Linked DNA regions of Mus musculus: all the other regions are linked to region 1. The links are chromatin contacts, called in public Hi-C, HiChIP or PLAC-seq and promoter capture Hi-C maps. All regions are on one chromosome and are shown on one strand. Each heading gives the region's core, a stretch centred on a gene start, on an enhancer-like site or on the middle of the called end of the contact. The rest is flanking DNA. Distances are from core to core; before and after follow the strand shown. Region 1 holds the start of Sgta (small glutamine-rich tetratricopeptide repeat (TPR)-containing, alpha). Region 2 holds the start of Stk11 (serine/threonine kinase 11). Region 3 holds the start of Atp5d (ATP synthase, H+ transporting, mitochondrial F1 complex, delta subunit). Region 4 holds the start of 2310011J03Rik (RIKEN cDNA 2310011J03 gene). Region 5 holds the start of Dazap1 (DAZ associated protein 1). Region 6 holds the start of Adamtsl5 (ADAMTS-like 5). Region 7 holds the start of Rps15 (ribosomal protein S15).

The links. Promoter capture Hi-C pulls out the DNA fragments that hold promoters and counts their contacts. A called contact is a pair of places that touch in the nucleus more often than the background predicts. HiChIP or PLAC-seq counts read pairs in DNA pulled down with a chosen protein or histone mark. Capture Hi-C pulls out chosen DNA fragments and counts their contacts.
Region 2: a contact with region 1 is called in a promoter capture Hi-C map of erythroid cells, with 2.8 times the contacts expected there. The contact joins the promoter of Stk11 here to the promoter of Sgta in region 1. A contact is called at or near these places in 1 of 39 promoter capture datasets (erythroid cells) and 1 of 115 datasets of contacts at active chromatin or transcription factors (microglia).
Region 3: a contact with region 1 is called in a promoter capture Hi-C map of liver, with 4 times the contacts expected there. The contact joins the promoter of Atp5d here to the promoter of Sgta in region 1. A contact is called at or near these places in 2 of 39 promoter capture datasets (fetal liver and liver), 1 of 115 datasets of contacts at active chromatin or transcription factors (bone marrow-derived macrophages) and 1 of 9 other capture datasets (macrophages).
Region 4: a contact with region 1 is called in an H3K27ac HiChIP or PLAC-seq map of double positive thymocytes, with 5 read pairs. The contact joins the promoter of 2310011J03Rik here to the promoter of Sgta in region 1. A contact is called at or near these places in 1 of 484 Hi-C or Micro-C datasets (muscle stem cells), 2 of 115 datasets of contacts at active chromatin or transcription factors (bone marrow-derived macrophages and double positive thymocytes) and 2 of 9 other capture datasets (adipose tissue and liver).
Region 5: a contact with region 1 is called in a Hi-C map of B cells, with 9 read pairs. The contact joins the promoter of Dazap1 here to the promoter of Sgta in region 1. A contact is called at or near these places in 1 of 39 promoter capture datasets (hematopoietic stem and progenitor cells), 1 of 484 Hi-C or Micro-C datasets (B cells), 1 of 115 datasets of contacts at active chromatin or transcription factors (pancreatic cancer cells) and 2 of 9 other capture datasets (adipose tissue and liver).
Region 6: a promoter capture Hi-C map of adipose tissue shows a contact between it and region 1, with 2.4 times the contacts expected there. The contact joins the promoter of Adamtsl5 here to the promoter of Sgta in region 1. A contact is called at or near these places in 3 of 39 promoter capture datasets (hippocampal neurons, liver and pre-B cells), 1 of 115 datasets of contacts at active chromatin or transcription factors (pancreatic cancer cells) and 1 of 9 other capture datasets (adipose tissue).
Region 7: a contact with region 1 is called in a promoter capture Hi-C map of hematopoietic stem and progenitor cells, with 4 times the contacts expected there. The contact joins the promoter of Rps15 here to the promoter of Sgta in region 1. A contact is called at or near these places in 11 of 39 promoter capture datasets (the C10 cell line, embryonic stem cells, epiblast stem cells and 7 more).

Annotation. Positions count from the first base shown.
Region 1 is chr10:81,058,927-81,062,188 of GRCm38.p6, forward strand. It overlaps Sgta (small glutamine-rich tetratricopeptide repeat (TPR)-containing, alpha), which reads right to left and starts at 1,345. Exons shown (of 12, transcript NM_001358550.1): 1 at 1,202-1,345.
Region 2 is chr10:80,113,814-80,117,345 of GRCm38.p6, forward strand. Stk11 (serine/threonine kinase 11) reads left to right here and starts at 1,982. Exons shown (of 10, transcript NM_011492.5): 1 at 1,982-3,094. The coding sequence starts at 2,805.
Region 3 is chr10:80,140,974-80,144,133 of GRCm38.p6, forward strand. It overlaps Atp5d (ATP synthase, H+ transporting, mitochondrial F1 complex, delta subunit), which reads left to right and starts at 1,342. Exons shown (of 4, transcript NM_025313.2): 1 at 1,342-1,633; 2 at 2,859-3,012. The coding sequence starts at 1,493.
Region 4 is chr10:80,318,742-80,322,282 of GRCm38.p6, forward strand. It overlaps 2310011J03Rik (RIKEN cDNA 2310011J03 gene), which reads right to left and starts at 1,807. Exons shown (of 2, transcript NM_025521.3): 1 at 1,442-1,807; 2 at 1-806. The coding sequence starts at 1,571. The coding sequence ends at 607. Pcsk4 (proprotein convertase subtilisin/kexin type 4) reads right to left here. Exons shown (of 15, transcript NM_008793.2): 14 at 3,340-3,468; 15 at 2,542-3,210. The coding sequence ends at 3,065.
Region 5 is chr10:80,263,625-80,266,804 of GRCm38.p6, forward strand. Dazap1 (DAZ associated protein 1) reads left to right here and starts at 1,390. Exons shown (of 12, transcript NM_133188.3): 1 at 1,390-1,554. The coding sequence starts at 1,526.
Region 6 is chr10:80,346,774-80,349,938 of GRCm38.p6, forward strand. It overlaps Adamtsl5 (ADAMTS-like 5), which reads right to left and starts at 1,675. Exons shown (of 13, transcript NM_001285435.1): 1 at 1,583-1,675; 2 at 784-852.
Region 7 is chr10:80,291,100-80,294,445 of GRCm38.p6, forward strand. Rps15 (ribosomal protein S15) reads left to right here and starts at 1,332. Exons shown (of 4, transcript NM_009091.2): 1 at 1,332-1,384; 2 at 1,676-1,761; 3 at 2,543-2,777; 4 at 2,868-3,015. The coding sequence starts at 1,382. The coding sequence ends at 2,981. It overlaps Gm30682 (a long non-coding RNA gene), which reads right to left. Exons shown (of 3, transcript XR_871874.3): 3 at 3,036-3,346.

The DNA.
Region 1 (3,262 bases), core at 95-2,594:
CCTGGAACTCATTCTGTAGACCAGAGGCTGGCCTCGAACTCTGAGAGCTCCTCCTGCCTCTGCCTCCTGAGTGCTGGGATCAAAGTCGGACACCACTACAACCTGGCTTTTGAGACAAGAGGATTTCACCATGTAGCCCAACATAGCCTTGAACTTCACTTCCATCCTCCCGATTCAGCCTCCTACAAGCTGGGATGACAGCCAGCAAGCCCAGCTTACAACTAAACGGGCCCAGACTGACATCCTTTTTACGTTAATTATGATGCCAGATGAGGTGGTGGCACCTACAGTCCTGGCAGAGGTGGCGCTGAGGCCAGCCTGGCTCACATAGTGAGTTCCAGGACAGCCAGAGACAGATAAAGACTTTGTCTCAAAACAAACAAACTATTAATTATGTCGATTTCATTTTCAGACAGGGTCTCACGTTGTGGTCCAGCTACCTCCACCGTGTTAGGTATCCAAGGCTGGGCCTGAACTCACTCCCCGCGATCCAGCTGTCTCCCCCTCTCAATTGAAAGACTGGATTATAGGTTGTGGACCAAAGTTCTAGACTATTTGCTCGAGTCTTTGCTTTTGGTTGTTTCGTTTTCTGAGACAAAGTATGTAGTCCTTGCTAGCATGGAAGTCCCACGATACTCCTGCCTCTGCCCATGTGTCAGCACACCTGCCTTACCATTGTTTTAAGAAAACTCCTCCTCAGAGAGGTCAAGCTATTTGCCCTAGCATGCACAGCTGGCCCTCTGCCCTTCAAACCCACACACTACCTACCTTTGGCACCAAAATCAAACACACCCTCCCAATGGGAAGGAGCACCCACAACTGCTCAGACAATGGTGACAACGTCCATTGTACAGAAGAGGAAAACTGAGGCTGTGGGCAGGCAACAGGCTAAGCAAGGTCACCAGGGTGAGGAATGGCAATGTAAGAGGGTCTTAGACCTTAGGGGCCCCGAGAAAACTGAGATCCGCCCCACACACACCTAAACGCTGACCTTTTCGTGAGAAAAAGCGACGAGGGGTGGGGGTGGGTTGGGACGCTGTCTGCCTCAGTTTCCTCTCTGCGCCGCCCGCTCACGTGACCCCGAAGAGAGCAGAAGTCCGGATCACAAGCCACCTTTGTCCCAGGGGCTCCCGAGCACAGCGAAGCTAAACCCACAGACCCCCGACGCCCATACGGGGCACGGCGGAGCCCCCAGCCTCACCTCTCAGTCGACCGAAGACCCGACCCACCGACGGCTGCGCCTGCGCACCGCGGCGCAGCCAAGCTCCGCCCTCAGGACCAAGACGCCTGCGCAGAAAAAAACCATTTCCTGTGTAGGTTTCCTTTTGCGCATGCGCTCAAGTGCACCCTTCGCTCTAAAACAGAAGTGACGTCACGCGAAGAGGGGGGTCACAAGCTGGTTGTTATGGAAACTGCCCTCTGGAGGCATCAGGAAAACCGGAAGTTAGTCTGACAGTCACCAAGCGGGTCAGGCCTAAAGCACGGTGGGGCGGCGGCGGACCCCTGAGGCACCAAGGCAGACCACGTGGTATGGAGTCTGTCACGTGATCTAGCTGCTTTCAGCAAGACAAATCTGAATCAAAGCCACTAACTGATGCTATGAAGTTTTTGGTTCTGTTTTCGTAATTTTTTTTTTTAAAGATTTATTTATTTTTATATGTAGGTACACTGTAGCTGTCTTCAGACACACCAGAAGAGGGCATCGGATCTCATTGTGGATGGTTGTGAGCCACCATGTGGTTGCTGGGATTTGAACTCAGGACCTTTGGAAGAGCAGTCAGTGCTCTTACCTGCTGAGCCATCTCACCAGCCCCCTGTTTTCGTAATTTTTTTTTTCTTTTTCCTTTTTTTAAAATGACAATACTACGAGCCCAGCCTGGCCCGGAACTCTTCATCCACTTCGCCCATCTTGGAAACTGGCATATCCCACTTTCTGTGAAAGCAGTAAGTGTGATTAACCACTAAACAATCTACTTCACTTATTTTTATATTTAAAACCTATTTACAAACTTATCTTTTGCACACCCCAACTTCTTTCTGATGCCTAAAAGAAAAACAAAGATTAGCAGCCAGACAGTGGTGGTGCTCGCCTTTAATCTCAGCACTGGAGAGGCGGGGGAATCGCGGTGAGTTTGAGGCAAGCCTTGTCTACAAAGGATAGCCAAAGCTACACAGAAAAACCTGTCTCAAAAAATAAAAACAGGAGCCGGGCGTGGTGGCCCACGCCTTTAATCCCAGCACTCGGGATGAGTTCGAGGCCAGCCTGGTCTACAGAGCGAGTTCCAGGACAGCCAGGGCTACACAGAGAAACCCTGTCTCAAAAAACCAAAAATAAATAAAAAAATAAAAATAAAAATAAAAACAGGTCGGGCGTGGTAGCGCACGCCTTTAATCCCAGCACTCGGGAGCCAGAGGCAGGCAGATTTCTGAGTTCCAGGCCAGCCTGCTCTACAAAGTGAGTTCCAGGACAGCCAGGGCTATACAGAGAAACCCTGTCTCGAAAAACCAAAAAAAAAATTAATAAATAAAAATAAATAAAACCAACTTATCTTTACTTTTGAATTATGTGGATGTCTATGTGTGGGTGTCTGCATGGGAATACAGTGCCTATAAAAATCAGAAGAGGGCATGGAATCCCCAAGGCTAGAGTTGGGTGCAGTGCAATTCAGGCCCTCTGCAAAAGCTGTATGTACTCTACTTTTTTTATTTTCTTTGAGACAGGGTCTCATACCGTAGGCAAGGTTGGGCTAAAACTGCACTACCCAGTTTGCAATATGTACTCTTAACCATTGAACTATCTCTCCTATTTTCATTTTACCATGTCTTACTATGTAGCTCAGGTTGACCTTAAATTTATGGAATTCCAGGTGGGCCATGGTGGCACAGGCCTGTAATCCCAGCGCTCAGTAGGCAGAGGCAGGAGGATCTCTGTGAGTTCCAGGACAGCCAGGGCCACACAGAGAAACCCTGTCTTGGAAGCAGAAAAGAAAAGCAAGAACTCTGTCCATCCCCCTGCATCAGTGTCCAAGTGCTGATATGATATGCTGTGATCCTGCCAATCCTCTGCACACACCCCACCTTTGACATGGCGTAGTTATAATTACCAAACTTAGTGTCCTGGGTTGGTTAGGGATGTGAGGTGTGCAATAAGTCAGGATAGAAAAGCTGTGAGGGACGTGAGAGGAGAGAAGATGTTGCCACCTTCACAGGAACTGATGCCATTCTCTATCAGAGAATTCCAGGGCAATTACCAACTCTTTAA
Region 2 (3,532 bases), core at 732-3,231, 940 kb before region 1:
TCTTTAGTCTGAAGTTTTCCCTCCTGGTGGCTTCTACCCCACCCCCCACCCCAGGCACCATTCCCATTGTGCTTCTATGGTCTGGAATCTGCGGCCTCTCAGGGATAATTCATGTTATTGAAGTGGTACTGAGTTCCCAAATTTACAAAGTAGCTGCTCTACTGGAAGTCACAGTTTTGGTTCTCAGCACTCTCACATGCCTGGTCACAACTATTTGCAACACCATTTCCAAGGTATCTGAGGCCTCAGTGGGGTCCTGAATGTGACAGACATACACACAGGTAAATATGATAAATCTCTAAATACTTCTAACTATATCTCTGACCCAGAGTTCTCACCAGAGTGATAACTCTTCCCGTCAGAGAATTCAGGGTAATGTCTTGGGGACATGAGAGGCTGTCACACTGGGGGAGCTCAGGTACAGATCGGGTAGAAACAGAATGTTGTCTATTGCCCCTGACTCTTTCTGGATCTGTCCTTGGAGTCTGTCAGGGGAAGGGTGGAGGTGGAGGAGGAGACTTCCTTATCACTGCCATAGTTTAAGGCAATGTCAGAGCAATGAAATGGAGGTGAAACTCCAGAGTCTCCCTGTGTGATGTGGGTGCTGGCCAGCAAACCTGTGTGCTCAGGAGAGCAGCCAGTGCTCTTCACCCCTGACCTGTCCCTCCATCCAGCCTGACTCTGTTTGTCTAGTCTGTGTTTTCCCTGGATTTCTGTCTTCACGTCTGTTTCTCTGATCTTTTTTCTTAATTTATGTGCTTGCATAAGTCAGTTCTCTCCTCCTTTTAAGTCCTGAAGGCTGAACACATGTAGAGCAAGCACTTTTCCCACCTTTCCTGGAGTCTAGGTCTCTCCCTCCCCCAGGACTCTCCTGGCAGTACACCCCGCCCCCTAGTGGCCTCGGAGGGAACCATAGACTCACGGATCTATGGACCTTGTAACCGGCCTGTGCGTAAACTTGTGTGTAGAGGGAGTCAGGCAGGGTGAGCACTCGTCCCTCAATCATACTCCAACCCTTATTTTTTATTCGTGCAGTTAAAAAAGGGCACAGATAAAAATAATTAGATTAACCACCCAAAAACACTGCAGCAGGTGAGTTGAGGCCAGCGGCGACGTCTTACCCAGCCACCTTTTTTGATAACTGTTATTTAAAATTCTGTGTTGTGTGTGTGCGCGCGCGCGCCTACCACGGAGTCCCTAGGTTCAGAGACAGCCTGAGGGAGGCATTTCACTCTAGCCACCTTGTGAACTTACGGGGATCGAACTCATGAAGTCAGATTTGACGTCAATCGCCCGCAACCTCTGAGCCATCTCACCAGCCCAGCTGCTCTTATTTTGCACAGGAAACGCTCCTCTCTATGCCATGGATCTCAGAGGCGCTACATTAAGGCTTCAGGTTCGGGAGTGTCGACTTTGGGCTACTTTTTGACCTTTGACCCCTCCCCCAAGGCCGTTAAGAGCAAGCCTGGGCTGGATCTCTTTAGGGATCCACGAGCCTCTCTCTCCACCCTCCCCCATGCCTCCAGTCGCGGCCGTTCCCCGGAGGACGTTGACGCGCGTGAACTCTAACCGGAGGCCCGAAACTCCGAGGTCACCACAGCCAGCCCAGAGGTTTCGCTGGCCCGTCGCGCTTGCTGACGGGCGTCTGCGACAGCCACTGGCAAATAAAGTCCCGCCCCCACACACCAGGGCCAACCACTGAGGGGCGGGGCTTGAAGCCACAGCCCACGGCCGCTCCCTTACAGTCGCTTGCTTACTCCCATTGACGGGCGTCTCAGACAACCAATGAGAATTTAGATCACGCCTTCTCAGATGGAACCCGAACTGTCCAATGTCAGCTCGGGCGCCCACCTAGATCCAAATAGCCCAATCCTCGTTGGCGATTGAGGCGGGTCCGAAAGGTGGGGCCTAAAGCTACAGCCAACTGCCGCGCACGTCGGCTCCGCGAGGGGGCGTGTCCACCGTTGCGACGTGCGACGACGGCGCGGCGCAGGGCGGTAAACAAGATGGCGGCGGCGTGTCGGTCTAGGAAAGGGGAGGCGGCTCACGGCGTCCGCGAGTGAGGCGCGAGTCGCCGAGGGCGGCGCCGGCGTGGAGTTGTCTCTCGCGGGCAGCATCTTTCTGCCTGGAGTTCGATTCCCCCCTCGCCGCTCCGGCCTCCTGCCTGTCGCGCGGCGGCTAGGCGGCGAGGGGGACGCGCCGCCTGGGGTGGTTTTTTTCCCCCCTCGGTCCCCGGAAGATTTCCTGTCCGGATTTCGTGTCCGCGACTTGCGGGTGTCCCGGTGTCCCGCGTCCGGGTGGAGTCTGCGCCCCGAGAAGTCGTAGAACTAAGGGGCCGCGCGCGGCTTCGGCGCGGGCCGGACATGGACGGCGCGGACCGGCCTCGACGCGGCCGCCTGGGCCCCTGAGCGCGGGGCCCAAGTGGCGAACATGACCTAGCGGCCCGCGCGCCGCGACGGCGGACCGTCGCCTCCGTCGGAAGCAGCGTCCCCGGGGACCCGAATTGGGGGGACGCGAGGGTTGGGGGGGCTCATTGCTTTTTTTTTTTTCATTCTTATTTTCATTTTTTTTCTCCCTGAGCACCTAGAAGAAAAGGGGAAAATCAAAAGTGAAGAATTGGCGCCCAGGAAGCGGACGTGGACCCGGTTGTGGGGACCGGGAGAGTTGTGGAGGTCGTTCCTGTTTTTCCCCGTTCCTTTTTTCCCCTTCTTGGAACATTTGGAAGAAGCGGGTGGGGGGGGGGGAATTCGAACTTGAAAAGAATTGGCGCTCCCGAAGGGGACGAGGACAAAGAGTGGGCCAGGATGGACGTGGCGGACCCCGAGCCGTTGGGCCTTTTCTCCGAGGGCGAGCTGATGTCGGTGGGCATGGACACCTTCATCCACCGCATCGACTCCACCGAGGTAATCTACCAGCCGCGCCGCAAACGCGCCAAGCTCATCGGCAAGTACCTGATGGGGGACCTGCTCGGGGAGGGCTCGTACGGCAAGGTGAAGGAGGTGCTGGACTCCGAGACCTTATGCCGCAGGGCGGTCAAGATCCTCAAGAAGAAAAAGCTGCGCAGGATCCCCAATGGAGAGGCCAACGTCAAGAAGTAGGTGCCAAGGGCCTGGGGCCGACGCGGGCGCTGCCTTGAGCTCCTTGGGCAGCCCTTCCTCCTACTTTCTGGCTCTTCTCTTTCCTCTAACCGTTTTCTCTTCTCATTTCCTTCCTCCTTTTTCATCTCTTTCCTTTTACTGCCTTATCTACCCCATCTATCCCTGAGCGTCACCTCGTGGGGTCTGTATGTTAGGGCAGCCTGCAGGACTGTCCTAGCAGGAGGTCGTGCAGCCAACTGCGCCTCCAGCCCCCCTCTTTGGGCCAGGTCCTGGCGCAAGTCGCGCCTGGCTTCTTTGGCGGGCGTTGCCAGGCGGGTGGCTAGTTTGTTTACGCAGCTAGAGGGAACCGGTGGGGCCAAAAATAATGGTGAAGGGGGTGGGGGGGGTAGCCGGCCAGTGCTTGCGCAGGTCCCTGCGGTGTCGTGCGCGTAGTT
Region 3 (3,160 bases), core at 92-2,591, 920 kb before region 1:
TGCGCGCGCGCGTGTGTATCTGTTTAAGAGCTGGAGTAGGGAAGGGAATGGGGTTTCTAGCTGCCCACTGCCCAGGGAAACTGTCCAGATTATAGAGACTGGGAACTAGGTGTCTCTCATAGAGATTGATTAAGGCCAGGACTGCTGGCTTTTGAGCAGGTCTGCGTGCCAGAGTCTCTAGTTAGTAGAATAAGTTTGTAGTCTAGCTTGTAGTCTTGCATCTGCCAGGCTCTGGTTCAAGGGTGACCACGACCCTCTAGCTGCCAGCTGCTCCTCTAAGATCCAACAAAGCTAATGGCTTTCCTTCTGTTTGCCCCATCAAGCCTATGCCTGCATTTTCTGTGAACCTACGTGGTGGGGCATGGGGACCAAGAGCTGAGCGGAGGCCGGAACCTGCGTGAGTGCGGGGGCAGGGTGATGACGTCATGACCGAGAGCGAGGCTGCGCGGACAAGACTGGCGTCAGTGGGGCCCCTTGGCCGCCTGCGCACGGGCTCCTGCGTCAGTGGCACGCAGGGGCGGAGGCCCGCAGGGAGGGGACTGCGGAGAAGAGCGAGTACATCTCCAGGTTTCGCGCGCCCTCTGCCGCCATCCGGTGCACTTCTTTCCTGGCACGACCTCTCCCCAGCACGCACCGCAGCGGGCATCATGAAATTTAATTATTTATTTAGCAGCTTCTCATGATGTAGTCCTGGTTGGTCTCAAACTCATGGAGCCCCGCTTGAGTCTTCCTCCGGGGAGTTGGGATTAACTGCGCCTGGCATATGCATATATATATATGTGTGTGTGTGTGTGTGTGTGTGTGTGTGTGTGTGTGTGTTTCGAGATAGGATTTTTCTGTATAATCCTGGCTGTTGGCTGTCCTGGAACTCACTCTGTAGACCAGGCTGGTCTCAAACTCAGAAAGCCGCCTGCCTCTGCCTCCCAAGTGCTGGGAATAAAGGCACGCGCCACCACTGCCCATCTATATTTGATGCACTTTTGGAAATAGGTTGTTCCGAGTGCGGGGATTGCAAGAGTGTGTCACCGCACTCTACATTTTAATTCTTCTGTTCCAACACGTTACAGGTTTGCTTCTTCTGGGCCTCGAATGCTTGGCACCTGATATCAAGCCCATATCATTTCCGCGCAAACATTCCCCTCCTGAGGGAATATGTTCGTTTGCAGAAAGAACCGCATCCCAAGAACCCAGAGTCGTTTGCTGTTAGAAGGCGAAGAAAACTACAATTCCCAGAATGACCCACCCGGCATAGGAGGATCCCACTTCTAGGCATCACTGCAAGGGGTGGGGCCAAGGGAAAGTATACCTCCCAGAATGCTCAGCGCGTACTGCATCGCGCAGCCTTCGGAGAATCCTGTGCGCGTGCGTTCTTGTGGGAACTGCGCCTCCCAGAAGGCACCGCGCGTCGTCCTTCTCCCTCCCTGAAGGCCGCCTCGCTTGCCCAGTGTGTCGGCCGCCCGCGAAGCTAGAGTCCACTGACTTTTCCGCCACCATGTTGCCCGCCTCACTGCTTCGTCACCCGGGCCTGCGCCGCCTGATGCTTCAGGCGCGTACATACGCCGAGGCCGCCGCTGCACCTGCCCCCGCCGCCGGGCCCGGACAGATGTCCTTCACCTTTGCCTCCCCGACGCAGGTACGAACTCACATCCCCCAGACTCGTCAAGCCCCTGATCTGACCCGTGGAAGAGGTTCTCTTGTATTAGGTCATTTGTTTCATCCCCATGGGGCCCTGTGAACCTCCCCCCACCCCAGACCTCACCCCTGGATGGGGTCACCTGGACCCAGGGCTCGACCTCAGTGTTCACTGAAACTTCATGCTCCACCCCTAAGGGCGTCACCTGGACATAAGACTCCACCCTCTGGGAGGTGGATCACCTATATCTGGAACCCAGATTTTGCCTTCACAAACCCTTCTGTTTTGGGGTGTTCTAGGCTCTACACCTTGGTGGTGGTCACTCAGGCCCTGTCCTTGGGTGTTGTACCCGAGATTGATATGAACCCCAGGCTCTACTCAAGGCTTAGGTGGTGTCACTTGGAGCTAGGATGAACAATGGAGCACAGAGCAATGCCTTTGGGTTTTACATGGCTCACAGTTTCTACCCGTGGGGGATTCCCCAAGTCCCCAAGCTGTTGCCCAGATAGGGGTCACCAGTACCCAGACCTGGAGCTCTTGGAAATTGCCTGGACCCAGATCCTGAAGGAGATTTGGACTCAGAACAGAAGCCTGGCCACTGTTGGGGTCACCTGGGATTGACCGAAGCTCCTCATCCTGTTGGGTTTGCCTGGACCAAATATCCTTTTTTTTTTTTTTCTTTAAAGATTTACTTATTTATTGTATGTAAGTAAACTGTTTGTTTTCAGACAAACCAGAAGAGGGCATCAGTTCTCATTATGGGTGGTTGTGAGCCACCATGTGGTTGCTGAGATTTGAACTCAGGACCTTCGGAAGTGCTCTTACCCACTGAGCCATCTCTCCAGCCCTGGACCTAATATCCTTAATTGGATAGACCTTAGCCAAGGTTTTACCAACTTACAGCCATGCTATTTGTAAGCCTGGGTTGGTTTTACACTTTTGACTACCTCATAGCAACTTCCTGAGTGGTTGTGAGACAGCCTTTGGGTTTCTCAGAAACCCCATACCAGGGGCTGGATCAGCACGCTGCACTACACTGCATTGCCCTCTGTTTCAGTCACCTCTTCTAGACACTCTTTTAGACATAGACATTTCACAGGTGAGCAAGCTGAGTCTAATGTCAGCTCTTGGTAGTGTCTGTGTCCCATCAGAATTCCATCCTCTCTGTGCCCACTGTACAGCAGGCATGGGATAATGCCTACCCCATGGTGTACACTCTCTGCAGGTGTTCTTTGACAGTGCCAACGTCAAGCAAGTGGACGTGCCTACGCTGACTGGAGCCTTTGGCATCTTGGCATCCCATGTCCCCACACTACAGGTCCTACGGCCTGGGCTGGTAGTGGTTCACACAGAAGACGGCACCACGACTAAGTACTTTGGTGAGTGTGGCCCAGGATGCATAGACGTTCAGGTTTGAGAAGGGCAGGGAGAAAGCAAAGGGAAGAAGCTTGCCCAGCCTGCCATGACAAAGATGTGGTCATCTGGGGCACAGAGTAAAGCCAGCAGCTGACCTCGCCATAGCTGGGC
Region 4 (3,541 bases), core at 557-3,056, 740 kb before region 1:
AAAGTCCAGCCACCCCAAGAGTGGTGGGTCTTCTGCAAGAAGGCAAACTAAACCCCAGATCCAGAAGGGGCAACATTCACCACACACAGGGACCTGGCCTTTGAGTTCCTCTTGGACCCCTGGGCTCCCCAGAATGGAAACTCCCTTGATGAGTCTCCCCGGCCCCAGGGAGAACTGAGAAGGCAGTGTAGCCCTAGAGGGCCTGAGCCAGGCTCTATGAAGCGTGCAGCTAGCCCATTCTCTCAACCAAGATGCCAGTGGCTGGCCTGCTGTGGATGCTGGGGATGAAGACCTTCACTGCCCAGGGTGACATGGGACAGAAGAGCACACCGGTCACTATGGGGCAGACTGGCTTTGAGCCCCGACCTGCAATCAAGTCCTTGATGCAATTTAGGCCAGTGTCCCCATAATGAGGAGGTGGCCATGTCCCTAAGTCCCATCATGAATTAGAGGCCATTAAGGATGGAAGAGGGAACAAAGCTGCTAGCTGGCAAGGTGGGCCACTGGGTCTCCCCGGGCCAGGGTTGGGACAGCAAATGTTGACCCAGAGCCTCTGGTTGCTAGGTGCCCAGGCCTGGACCAAGGACATCAGGTGTAACTTCGGCTCTAGGAGGTGGCTGAAGTCACCTGGCTGATATCCTGTTCCAGCCGCTGACCAGCTTGCCGAAGGCCATCGAACTTCTGTCTCAGAGCTTCCCCCGCCTGCCGCAGCCTCTCATTCATAGCCACGTAGGCCCGGCTCTGTTGGTAGATCTGCTCCTGCTGGATCTCAGAGTCCTCAGCCCTTGGGGATGGGTCTGGGGGGTCTGAAGAGAAGAAACAGTGTCACCATCCCCAGGCCTGACATCCACCAACCCAGAGGCAAGAGGATCAGTGGTTCAAGGTCATCCTTGGCTACATGGTGAGTTCGAGGCCAGCCTGGGCTATATAGGCCTATTAGGCACTAGAAAACAAGACTCAGTTTCAGGTTTTGGTGTCATGGAGAGGACAGGACACCTCCAGCCACCCTGGCCTGCCGTTCTACCCAGGACTGCCTGGATTCCTGGATCCTAGGCCAGGAGTCGCAGATATGGCCCCTGCAAGTACTCTGGCCCCCCATTAATTTGTAGGAGCAGCTGGCCACGCCCCTCTGAGACAAGGTCTTGAACTCACAGCAATCCTCTTGCCCTAGACCCGGGTTGGCAGCACTTTCAACTTTTTTTTGTTTTTGTTTTTCGAGACAAGGTTTCTCTGTGTAGCCCTGGCTGTCCTGGAACTCAGTCTGTAGACCAGGCTGGCCTCGAACTCAAAAATCCGCCTGCCTCTGCCTCCCAAGAGTTCGGAGCACTTTCAATTTTATTTCTGATGATCTTTCTTTGCAGGGGAAGAGAAGGGCAGGGACAAAAAAGATTCGTCCCTGCAGTCGGTTTGCTCCCCACTCGGGAGTCTCACGTTCTCCTACCTTCCGGGGCCAGGGCAGTGAAAACAGGATCTTGAGCGGGTGCCCCTCGCACGTCCTCCAGGATCTGCTCCACCGTGGGAGGCGCGGGGCGAGTGGGCAGTACCACGCGTTTCTTCGCCTTGGAGTTCATCTTGTAGGTGGAGCGCGCGCTAACTGGGGGTCCACTTTCGGCTCGGCCCGCCCACCTCGCGAACTCCTACGCACCCCTTACAGACCTGCGCCGAGGTCCCTACCCCGTCTCGCTTTCCCTCCTCCCGGAACCTCGGAGTTTGGCTCGATCTCCGCGCCAGTTTGCTCTTGGAACACCCCGCTGCCTATCTTCGTTCCAAGAACCTAGGCGGCCGCCACCGCTTCCGCTTCCTGCTTGAACGCCACTACGTTCCGGCACTTCCGGTCCACTCCAGCGCCACGCCTCGCGAAACCCCTCCCCCGTCTTAAAGAGCCCTAAGCCTAGATGCTCCTAGTTGCTATCCAGTAAGATCAGAAGGAACTCTGCCCTCCTTCACCGCGTGTGGTGGGAGGAAAGGGGTGAACGTGATTTCGAGAGTAATCAGTGTACAACCATTGCCAGGTACACAGTGGGCGCTCAATAAATGCTGGATGGAACCTAGCCACAGGCTTTGCTTCCTTGTGGTAGACCTTTAACTCAGTACTTTAATCTCAGTACTGTGAGGCAGAGGCAGGCAGACCTCTGTGAGTTCAAGATCATCTTGGTCAATATGGGGAATCCCAGAACAGCCAGGACTACACAGTGAGACCCTGTCTCAAAAGAGCAGTGGGAAAGCCGGGCAGTGGTGGCGCACGCCTTTAATCCCAGCACTCGGGAGGCAGAGGCAGGTAGATTTTTGAGGCCAGCCTGGTCTACAAAGTGAGTTCCAGGACAGCCAGGGCTAAACAGAGAAATCCTGTCTCGAAAAACCAAAAAAAAAAAAAAAAAAAAAAAAAAACCAGTGGGGGATGGGGGAGCGAGCTAGCTTCCTGTTCATGGCTGTATGGTAATTCAGCACTTGGCAGATCTGGGCTCAGAGCAGTCTTCCTCTGTGGGTCCTTATTCCTCCAGGGGCCCACCCTACCCTCAAGGACACCATAAACTCGACATCTTCTGTTTAACTTTTATTTGGCAACTATGAGGTTAGACATGGGGCTATGGATGGCTTGGAGACAGGGAAGGGGCAGATGATTGGTGGCTGTGGTCTGACCTCTTGCCCACTGTACCTGCTCCAAAATGAGTAAGGACACATCTCTTCCACTGGGAGCAGCTGAGGCTGAGCGGTGGGCTGTCACCTGACCCATGCAGCTGCTCTGCCCTGGCCTTCTGGGGCAGGCTTCTCTTCCAGCCTGAGAGCAGGACCTTGGGGTACCGGCCTTCTGTCCTGACAGCCAGGCATCTCTGGCTCTCCAGCCTCCAGGGATCTGTGCATGCATGGTTTTGGGCACTGGGGTATCTAGCCTGGGGCAGGTGGGCCTTCCTCAAGCCGAGGGGCCTCCCAAAGGCCCTGGCCAGCAGAGCCAGCACCATGGCCCAAGACTGGTAGCTGGGGGGCCACCAGAGGTGGCAAGCCTTGGAGGGGCTCTGGAGCTCTCCCAACACAAGGGACAGGGGACAGGCAGTGTAGTCGCTGCTCAGGCTGCTGCAGCAGGTGTAACAGGAGGGTGACAGCTGGCCTGTCCTTCGGTCACTGGCTGCTGTGGGTGGCTGTAGAGCCACCACCACTGCTGGCTGGAGATGAGGCAGAGTCCTGCCAGGATGGAGAGGGGACTGTGACTTTCTGCATAGGGACAACATGGAAACAGAAGGAGTGAGGCTGCAGCTGGTGGGTGCAGCCGGTGCCCACCTGCCCATTCCGGGCCGCTGCGCCTCCTCACCCAACAAGTGACCATGCGCTGCGGCCACTCACCCTGGCACAGCCCCTCTGTGTCCCTCTGCACACATGCGCGCGCGCGGCTGGTCACCTGGGGGGCCTGGGGCCGTGCTGTCATGTCCTCGGCCGTCCCATACAGCAGCAGGGTGTAGTAGTACAGAGTTCCTGGGCGGGGGTCGCAGTGGGCACCAAGGGGGACACCTGTCATTGGCCTGCCGGGCTCTGTAGCCAGCCTCAC
Region 5 (3,180 bases), core at 140-2,639, 800 kb before region 1:
CTCCTCCTTCTCCTCCTCCTTTTCCTCCTCCTCCTTCTCTTCTTTTTCTTCTTCTCCTTCTCCTTCTCCTTTTAGACAGGGTTTCTCTGTGTAGTCCTGGCTGTCCTGGAACTCACTCTGTATATTAGCTGTACTTAATTCACAGAGATCAGCCTGTCTCTGCCTCCCAAGTGCTGGGTTTAAAAGTGTGCACCAATACTGCCCTGCTTCAGGCTTTGTTTGTTTGCTTGTATGTATGTTTTGGTTTTTGTTTGAGAAAGTCTTGTGTACCTCAGCTGGCTTCTAGTTCACTATATAGCTGACCAAGGGAGGCTGACCTTGAATTCCCAGTCTTCCTCTCCAACCTGAGCGCTGGGATGACAGGTTTGCACTGCCATGACTGTTTTAAGTAGTCTGGGGATGGAACCCAGCTCTTTAGCCTAGAAAGATGCTCAACAAACTGAGCCATTACATCGTTTTATTCACTTACTTATTATGTTGTTGTTGTTGTTGTTGTTGTTGTTATTATTATTATTATTATTATTATTATTATTGTTTGTTTTGTTTTCTCGAGACAGGGTTTCTCTGTGTAGCCCTGCCTGTCCTGGGACTCACTCTGTAGACCAGGCTGGCCTTGAACTCAGAAATCCACCTGCCTCTGCCTCCCAAATGCTGGGTTTAAAGGTGTGCGCCACCACTGCCCAGCTTTATATACCTTTTTGAGACAGGGAACTGGTTATGAGAGGAAAGGCAGATTATCCAAGTGAGAAGTCAGCTGCAGACAATAGATAGTAGTAAGAGTGTGGCTGTCCATGTTAGTGGTACTAGGGACAATGTTTTTTTGTTTTTACTTTTTCTTAGTAACTATTGAACTTGGTTAATTTTTACTTTGAACCCAATCGAGCCTTAACTGAATGACCTTGGACAGGTGAGTCAGCCTTTGTGACCCAGTGTATCATCTGCGAAAAAGGAAGAGCGGGAGGTGACACAGTTCAGAGCATGAACGTGCAGCCTGCTTTATGCACCGGCCTCTGAGGGGCATCTTAGACTTTTTCCCCTCGCAAGCCCCCACGCAAGACCAAGATTCGCGAGTGGATAAAGGGGAACCCGCGTCTGCGCCTGCGCGCGCCATGAACGCCCGGCGCCGCATGCACGCGTACGCACGCACGTGGCTGTCTCCCTCCGCGCGCCTTCTGAAGGCCAGATAATGCAGAGGACTGCATTTCCCAGAAGGATTAGATTCGACAGGGCGGAAACGCATGTCTCGGTTGTCCGTGTTGCGCAGGCGCAGAGCTCTGCGTCCCTCTCGCAAGCGGGCACGCACGCGCGGCGCGCCCCTGGCCCCGCCCCCGGAGGCCCCGTGCGGGAGCGCGCCCGGGCGTGCGCAGGGCGGAGGCGCGGAGGCGCGGGGACGCGCAGCGACCGTTGGCGCGGAGGGAGGAGGCTCAGCGCCGCCGCCGTTGCGCAGATCCGGGCCGCGGCTGCGGGGAGGGACGAGCGGTGACCTTCCGGAGGAGCGGGGCGCAGCGGGCCGGGACGGGGCGCCATGAACAGCGCGGGCGCCGACGAAATCGGGTGAGGCTGTGGAGCCGGGCCAGGCCCAGAGCGAGGGAGGCCGGGGTGCCGGACCGGCCGGGCCGGGACTTTAGAGGAGAGCCGGGGTGCTGGGGGGTCGCCCCAAAGGCAGCCCATGGGTAACTGAAGGGACCCAAGGTGATAACTCACGAGCCAGAGAAACCCTAAATGAAGGTTCACGGGTCAGGGGCATCCCATAGGATAACTCACCGGACTGAGAGACCCTGAAATGATAAATCAGGGTGTTGAAGACCCTTAAGTGGATCCTTGAAGTCAGGAAGGTAATGTAGGATAATTAGGGGTGCTGAGAGATCTCTCATAGATTCTAAGTACCAGGGAGATTACAAAAATGGACCAGGGTCCTTGTGAACCCTAAGTATTAGAATGGTGAAACTGAGGGATCTCCAAAGAATAGATTATAGAGCAGAGAGACCCCATAGAGTTGCTCTGGGGAGTTGAATTCTAAAAGCTAGATCACAGGTAATGGAAACCCTGTAAAATAGATTAAGGATGCTGAGACACCCTAAAGAATACATAGGTCAAATAAATTAGGTTATGGGTGCCGAGGAACCCCAAAGTATAGATTACAACTCAGAGAGACCGCATGGGATAACGCGGGGATCTGAGAGGTACCCCGAAAGATTAGGGTGCTGGGGTTATCTAGTAAAAGCGCAGGGATGAGGAGATCACAAAGAACAGATCAGGATGTTGGAGCTTCCTAAGTGGAGTTTGGGGTCAAGGAGTCTTCAAATGATAATTTTGGAGGTTGTGGGATTCTCCAGATTTCAGGAATTAAGGTGACCATCAAATCAGGAGACTGAGGGACACTAAAGGATAGTTCAGATGTTAGAGGGACCCTAAGTAGAGCCTGGGTGTCGGGGAGACGCCCCCCTCTGATAAAATTAAAGGAATTTGGGAACACTGAAAAGTTGGTGTCGGGAGACCCCAAAAGATAACTCAAGGTGCTGAGTCCTTCACAGGAGTTAGAAGAGGACCCCAGAGCTGGGCGGTGATGGCGCACGCCTTTAATCCCAGCACTTGGGAAGCAGAGGCAGGTGGATTTCTGAGTTCGAGGCCAGTCTGGTCTACAAAGTGAGTTCCAGGACAGCCAGGGCTACACAGAGAAACCCTGTCTCGAAAAACAAAAAAAGAAGAAGAAGGAGAAGGAGAAGGAAGAGGACTCCAAAAGAGAGCTGGAGGGTTATGTGGATAAGGTGGTTGGGAAGGCCCTATAGAATAAGGGTTTGAAGGACCCTCCCAAAGGCTATATTAAGGTATAGGGGACCCCTGAGGTTGAGCTGTGAGGTCGGGAGATACTAAAGGATAGTTCAGAGGGCTGAGGGAATTCCAAGAGAGACCCTTAGCTCTGTGGGAGACCATAAGCCATAATTGTGGTTAAGGAAATAGGGTAGGGAGACCATACGGGGTAGTTCAGAAGGCTAGGGGGACCTCCAACAGGAGTTACAGAGTCGAGAAGAGCCCAGTGGAGATTTGGGGGAACCCCAAAGGATAGTTAAGGAGCTAGAGAGGCCTGAAAGGCTAATTCAGGGGGCTGGGAGAATACCAGGAGGAGGCGCAGGACTCAGGAATACTCTAAAAGATAATTGGAGACCCTGAGCCAGTGAG
Region 6 (3,165 bases), core at 425-2,924, 710 kb before region 1:
TGACCTTCCTGCCTCCCCTACTAGCTCCTGGACAGTGGGCACTGGGCTTTTGCTCTAGGACAGGCTTCTGCTTTCCTTTTGAGATGGGAGTCTTGATCTGTAGCTCAGGCTAGGCTCAAACTCTGAAAAATCCTCCTCCCTTAGCCTCCTGGGACAAAGTTGCTAGTCCTGGACTGCCACACACCCACCTTAATCAGTTCTTCCTATAGACAATGTGTTCTTTTATTTTGTTTTTGTTTTTTTTTAAAGATTTTTATTTATTTATTATATGTAAGTACACTGTAGCTGTCTTCAGACACTCCAGAAGAGGGAGTCAGATCCCATTACGGATGGTTGTGAGCCACCATGTGGTTGCTGGGATTTGAACTCAGGACCTTTGGAAGAGCAGTCGGGTGCTCTTACCCACTGAGCCATCTCACCAGCCCCAGTGTGTTCTTTTATAATGCACAAGGAATCCTTTAAGGACAGTTTTTAGGTGGCTGCAAGTTTAGTCACCCCTTTCATCTACCTTCCTGGGTGGCCAGGAACCAACCATTCCATTTCTCCAGGCCTCGGTTTCCCCATCTGTGCAGTGAAAACCCGCGGAACCCCATCCCTGAGTCTCTGAGAGCCTGTAGAGGGATAATTAATGGAGGCTCATCCAGAAACTCAGGGTGGAATGGATGTCCCCCTCCCAGCTGCCCCCCAGCCTCTGGGGACCGCTGTGCTCCCAGGTACCCCATAGCCTAAGGGACCTCCTCCCCACCCCCAACCCCACCCCGTGGCAGGCGCTGGGCGGCTGACCTGGCCTCCTGCCAACACGTGGGTCATGGTCTCATCTGCCAGAGCTGCGGGCTGCGGTGCCTAGAGGATCTGCGGACAAGAAGAGCAGGGTGGGGCTGAGTGGAGGTCTCAGTTTCCCCAACTGTAGAGACCGGATGAAGTCATTCTCAGCCGACGCCCTCCTCCTCGTGATCCCAGCCTGGCAAGACCAGCCAGGAGGGAAGGGAACCAAGATGAAGTGAGTCCCTTCTGGGCCCGGGCCAGGCTCTCTGAAGGGCACACGGGCTCTCAAAGATCTGCAGCCCACAGGGTCCAGGTACCTGAAAAAGGGGTAAGGAGGACAAAAGTACCCCGGCCCGGCTGGAACCAGGGTCTCTCCGGTTGTCAGCCAATCTGATGTCCTTTAGGACACCTTGGGACCGAGATGGCTGTAAATTGGAAACTCACGGGAACTGCTTCAAGACACTCGCCGGACCCTTCCTTCTGCGGGCCCAGAAACTGGGCTGTCCCGGGAAGGAAGGAAGAAGGAGGCTGGGGAAGGCCATCTCATAACCCCCTTCGTGAGGGGGGCTCCTACCCATGTCTGTCAATGCCCTCTCCCGAGCACCGCATCTAGCACTGCATCCCTCTCCCGCATTGGTGCACCAGTCACTGGGGTGTCGGTCTCCTGAGTTTCAGTCCCATCCCGTAGGAAGTGCGACCCCCAAACTCACCCACCATCCTAGGGATTGCTGCTTTCGCTCCGAGCAGGGAAAGAAACCAATCTCATCCCCGCCGCCACACCGGGTGGAATAGTGGCAGGATGGGAAGAGGGACTTACCATCTGCTGAGAGCCCAAGGCAATACGTCCAAGTTTCCCCGGGACGCCCCGGGGACTGGCGGAAGCGGCGGGGCCCCAAAGTGCGGGACTGCGAACTCGGTCGATCCCTCCCACCCGGGCCTCCTAGGCGCGCCCAGGCTGGGGTCACCGAGGGCGCAGGCCAAGGGCGCCCTCGTGCGGCAGGAGAGGGCGCACGCGTTGGGCCCGGACCTGCGGCAGGGGGCTGACCTACTGTGTCTGACAGCGCAGCTCAGCGGCCCAGCGTTGGTCCTGATATCCTGGGTGCCAGTGACCTTGGGAAGTGCAGCTGCGGGGCGGTGCGCGGGGGTGACTGGACTGCTATTCCGGGCGCCGCGCTCAGGGCCAGGGAATGTGCCTAGCGCTGGGGCTTGGGGTGGGATAGTCCATGCCAGGGCGCCCTCTCACTCTCAGTACCCCGTCCTGCTCCGTAGCACCCCGCAGCCAGATACGCCAGATTTCCTCTCCTCATCCCCATCACCCACTCAGGCCAGGCTCCTAGCTCTGTCCCAACAATCCCTGGGACCCCAACCCAGGTCTCCATCATCCCTGCAACTGGGACTTCCCACCCCGTCCCTGTTACCCCCAATTAGACCTCTCCACGCTGGTCCACATCATTCCCCAGTTAGACCTTCCTGCCTTGGTTCGCATCTCCACCCCCCCCGCCCCCCGACTCCTCACTCGAGTCCCAAGCATCCCCTCACGAGGCCCCGCGCGCCCGCTGGGGGCGGAGGGACCCTCCCTGCCCCACATTCCCAGGCGCTGCCGTCACCAATGCTCCACCCGGTCCCGCCCTCTAGGCCTGGACGCCAGTGCTGCTTCTCTCCACTGGTTTTGGCCTCAAGCCCTCCGCCTCAGTTTCCCATTCCCGGCACTCTGCCAGCCTCTTGTGGACCCCCTGACCCCATCGCCTTCGTGTAGCCTCCCGGCAGCCGGGCAGAAGGACGCCGCACTGCGATGATCAGTGCTGTGTGGACCATGCTATTCCTGGGCGCTGAACTCGCCTCCTCTAGGAAGCCCACCTGGCTGACCTCTGGCCCGCTTTCCTCACAGGGCACGGTGCCTGCTGTATGCACTCCCTGAAAAGCAGACTGCCTGCAGTATTTACTACACATAGAGGACAGTGTCTGCTGTATACACCTGCCTCAGGGAGGTCCTCTGGACAGGGCTCAGCACAGGACAGCCGCTGGAAACATCTCTGAGTGTGACCACTCCGTGACATTATTATGCAAGTCACTGTGTGCACACAGCTATGGCCCAGCAGCCAAGCCCAGTGTGGGGAGGTGGCCATGCATGGCCATGACTCCGATTTCTGACACCCATCATCCTGTTGAAGAAAAGATGCTAAGGCCAGGCATGGGCTGTGAGGAGAACCCCTACAGAACATATAACCACTAAAGGGGCTAGAGGCAAGGGTGGCCTAGCCAGGGTCAGCAGGAGAATGAGAGACAATCCTGACGTCCTGCTGTGAAAGGAAGGGACCTCAGCAAAGCAAAGATGAGGACCGTGTTAGGGAGAGAGAGGGGCCCGTGCAGTAGGAGTTCTGTTCTGGTATACAGTAGGCA
Region 7 (3,346 bases), core at 82-2,581, 770 kb before region 1:
GGCCACTACTGTCCTACCTCTCCTCTCTCTTTAAAGACAGGGATGGTCTTTCTATGCATCCCTGGCTGGCCTGGAATTCACAGACCGCTCTGCCTTCTGTGTGCTACACGTGCCTCTGCTGGACTTTGCTACTTCGTGGGCTTCTTTTTCTTCCATCCTTCTCCACCTTTTTCCTCCTAGCCTTCCAACCCCCAACACTAGATAAGAGAGAAAATGTTGGAGCTGGGCGTGGTGGTGCACACCTTTAATCCCAGCATTTGGGAGGCAGAGGCAGGCGGATTTCTGAGTTCAAGGCCAGCCTGGTCTACAGATTGAGTTCCAGGACAGCCAGGGCTACACAGAGAAACCCTGTCTTGAAAAACAAAACAAAACAAAACAAAAATAGAAAATGCGGCTTCCTTTCCAACATTCATTCATATTCTCTCTCTCTCTCTCTCTCTCTCTCTCTCTCTCTGGTTTTTCGTTTTTTGAGATAGGGTTTCTCTGTGTAGCCCAAGAGCTGGGATTAAAGACAAAGACTTGCCGGGCGTGGTGGCACACGCCTTTAATCCCAGCACTTGGGAGGCAGAGGCAGGTGGATTTCTGAGTTAGAGGCCAGCCTGGTCTACAAAGTGAGTTCCAGGACAGCCAGGGCTATACAGAGAAACCCTGTCTCGAAAAAACAAAACAAAAAAAAGACAAAGACTTGTGCCATCACACCTGGCTTCTATTTTATTATAAAACGAAACACTCACTGGGTCAGGGAGTCTAAAGCCAAGTCCCAGGATGGTGGAAAGAGAGCACTGATCTCTCCAAGTTGTCTTCTAATTAACCACTCACTTTTGAGGTGGTAGGCTCACACATCCCACAAGAAAAGCAGACAGCCTGGAGGTGGTAGCTCACGCCTTTAATCCCAGCACTTGGGATTAGCCTCTGGCCAGCCTGTTCTACAGAGCGAGTTTCAGGACAGCCAGGCCTACACAGAGTCCCTGTCTTGAACCTCCGTCTCCCCCAAAAATGTATGTATATATTTTGCTATTAGGAATCATAATTGTAAATATCTGATATGCAGGATATCTGATATGCCACCTCCAAAGAGGCTGTGACCCACGGGTTGAGAATCACTGCTTGAGACCTTGTACATGAGAGAGGCAGAAACACAGAGACAGAGAAGACAAAGAAAACCAGGGACAGAGAGACAGACACACTAACAAAAACCCCAAAGGGAGCCACGCCCCTCCGGAGGGTAGCGGCGCTTTTGCTCTGGCCTCCGGACAGCGGGGGGCAATGGCGAGTATCCGCAGAGCGGAAGCTGTTGAGCGGTGGAGGCGGGCCCTCCCGGCAGAGCTCGCGATAACTGCGCAAGCGCAGCCCGTACTTCCTTTTCCGAGTAACCGCCAAGATGGTGAGTATTCGTGCACGGCGGTCTGTGCTCCCGGGTATCCGTCGCCATCCTCCCGGGGCCCTTTCGCAAGACTCTGGACTCGCTGCCTGGGGATGTAGCGATGTGCTCGGGTGCCCGGAGACTGCGGATGGCGGGTGCGGAAGGGCCCGGATGGCTGCGGGCGGCCGCGGGGCTGTGTGTCCCCTCGCCCGTCCGCCGTAGCTTAGAGGAGCGCGGCTCGCGCAGCTCAGGTCCCTGGGCTCCCGGGTAAGGTTGCCGAGCCCCTGCTAACCCCGACTCGCGCTCACGCAGGCCGAAGTGGAGCAGAAGAAGAAGCGCACCTTCCGCAAGTTCACCTACCGTGGCGTAGACCTCGACCAACTGCTCGACATGTCCTAGTAAGAGGCCCCGTCACCTTAGTCCCGCCGGGTCGCTGGCCCGTTTGTACATTTTCCTTTTCTGTGGGTGGTGCTGGAAATAGAGCCAGAACCTTTGCACATGTCACATGGGAGAGGCAAGGAAGGGTCTCGAGTGCCGGGCAATGGTGGCGCACGACTTAATCCCAGCACTTGGGAGGCAGAGGCAGGGGAATTCTGAGTTCGAGGCCAGCCTGGTCTGCAGAGCGAGTTCCAGGACAGCCAGGGCTACACAGAGAAACTCTTGAGTCGGAAAAAAAAAAAGGGACCCGTGTAGCCCAGGCTCTCCTCGAACTCCTGATCCTCTCAACCTCCCTAATGTTTGGGTCACCATCACGGTGCAGAGCATCAAACTCGGGGCGTCCTAGCCTCCTAGGCAAGCGCTCTAGATTGTGACCTCAACTCGGCCCCTGCTACAGTTGTGCAGTGTTCGACAGTCTTATGTAGACAGAACTACCTTGCCTCAGTCTCCCGCTGACTGGGCTCACAGGCCTCCCTGTGACCTTGGGGAAAATCAACCACGGATAGGTAATTTGTCTGGGTGGGCTGTCAAAGGAAAAGGTTTGATCTCGGCTTACGTCACTGCCTGTGGAAGCTGGTGGATTCATTTTAGAGGGTTGTGCCCTGAAGGTTGACGGCAGTGCTATGGAGGACTTGTCTTTAGTGAGCTCCCGGCATGTTCCTTTCTGGGTGTGAAAGAAATGGAGCAGTGCTGGCGCAGCATGCTGTCCCCGGGTCTCCAAACCACCCCCTTCTCCCACAGTGAGCAACTGATGCAGCTGTACAGCGCCCGCCAGAGGAGGCGCCTGAACCGTGGTCTTCGGCGGAAGCAACACTCACTGCTCAAGCGCTTGAGAAAGGCCAAAAAGGAGGCACCACCCATGGAGAAGCCTGAGGTGGTGAAGACGCACCTGAGGGACATGATCATCCTGCCGGAGATGGTGGGTAGCATGGTGGGCGTGTACAACGGCAAGACCTTCAACCAGGTGGAGATCAAAGTGAGTTGTGGTCCGGGAGTGGCTGGGTGGGTGGCTTTTCTCTGTGCCAAAGCTGCTCACACCACTCTGCTTCCTCCTCTCAACCTGCAGCCAGAGATGATCGGCCACTACCTGGGCGAGTTCTCCATCACCTACAAACCCGTGAAGCACGGCCGGCCCGGGATCGGTGCCACCCACTCCTCCCGATTCATCCCCCTCAAGTAGCCGAGGCCAATAAAGACTGGTTTTGGTCCCTGGATTCTGGGTTTTTGTTTTTTTTCTGGGGATTGGGTTGGTCCCTGTGTGTGGAACCTGGAGCCTTTTGGGTGGCTGTCACAGTCCACCAGAATGAAGGTGAACAGTTACATGTAAGGGGCTCACGTCCATGTCCACGTCATCTCTGCTGCAGTCTCCGCTTTCAAGCTGCCCAGCATGCACGGCAGAGCTGAGCATCAGGAAGGGCAAGGGGCTGCTCCCTGGGTTTGGGTCTTGGGGGGGGGAACTGCAGTGACAGTGGACACACAAGGGGACCTGCTGCAGCCTGCGTAAGGGTGCTTCTTTTACCTGGAGCTTCATTCTGTGACCTGGGA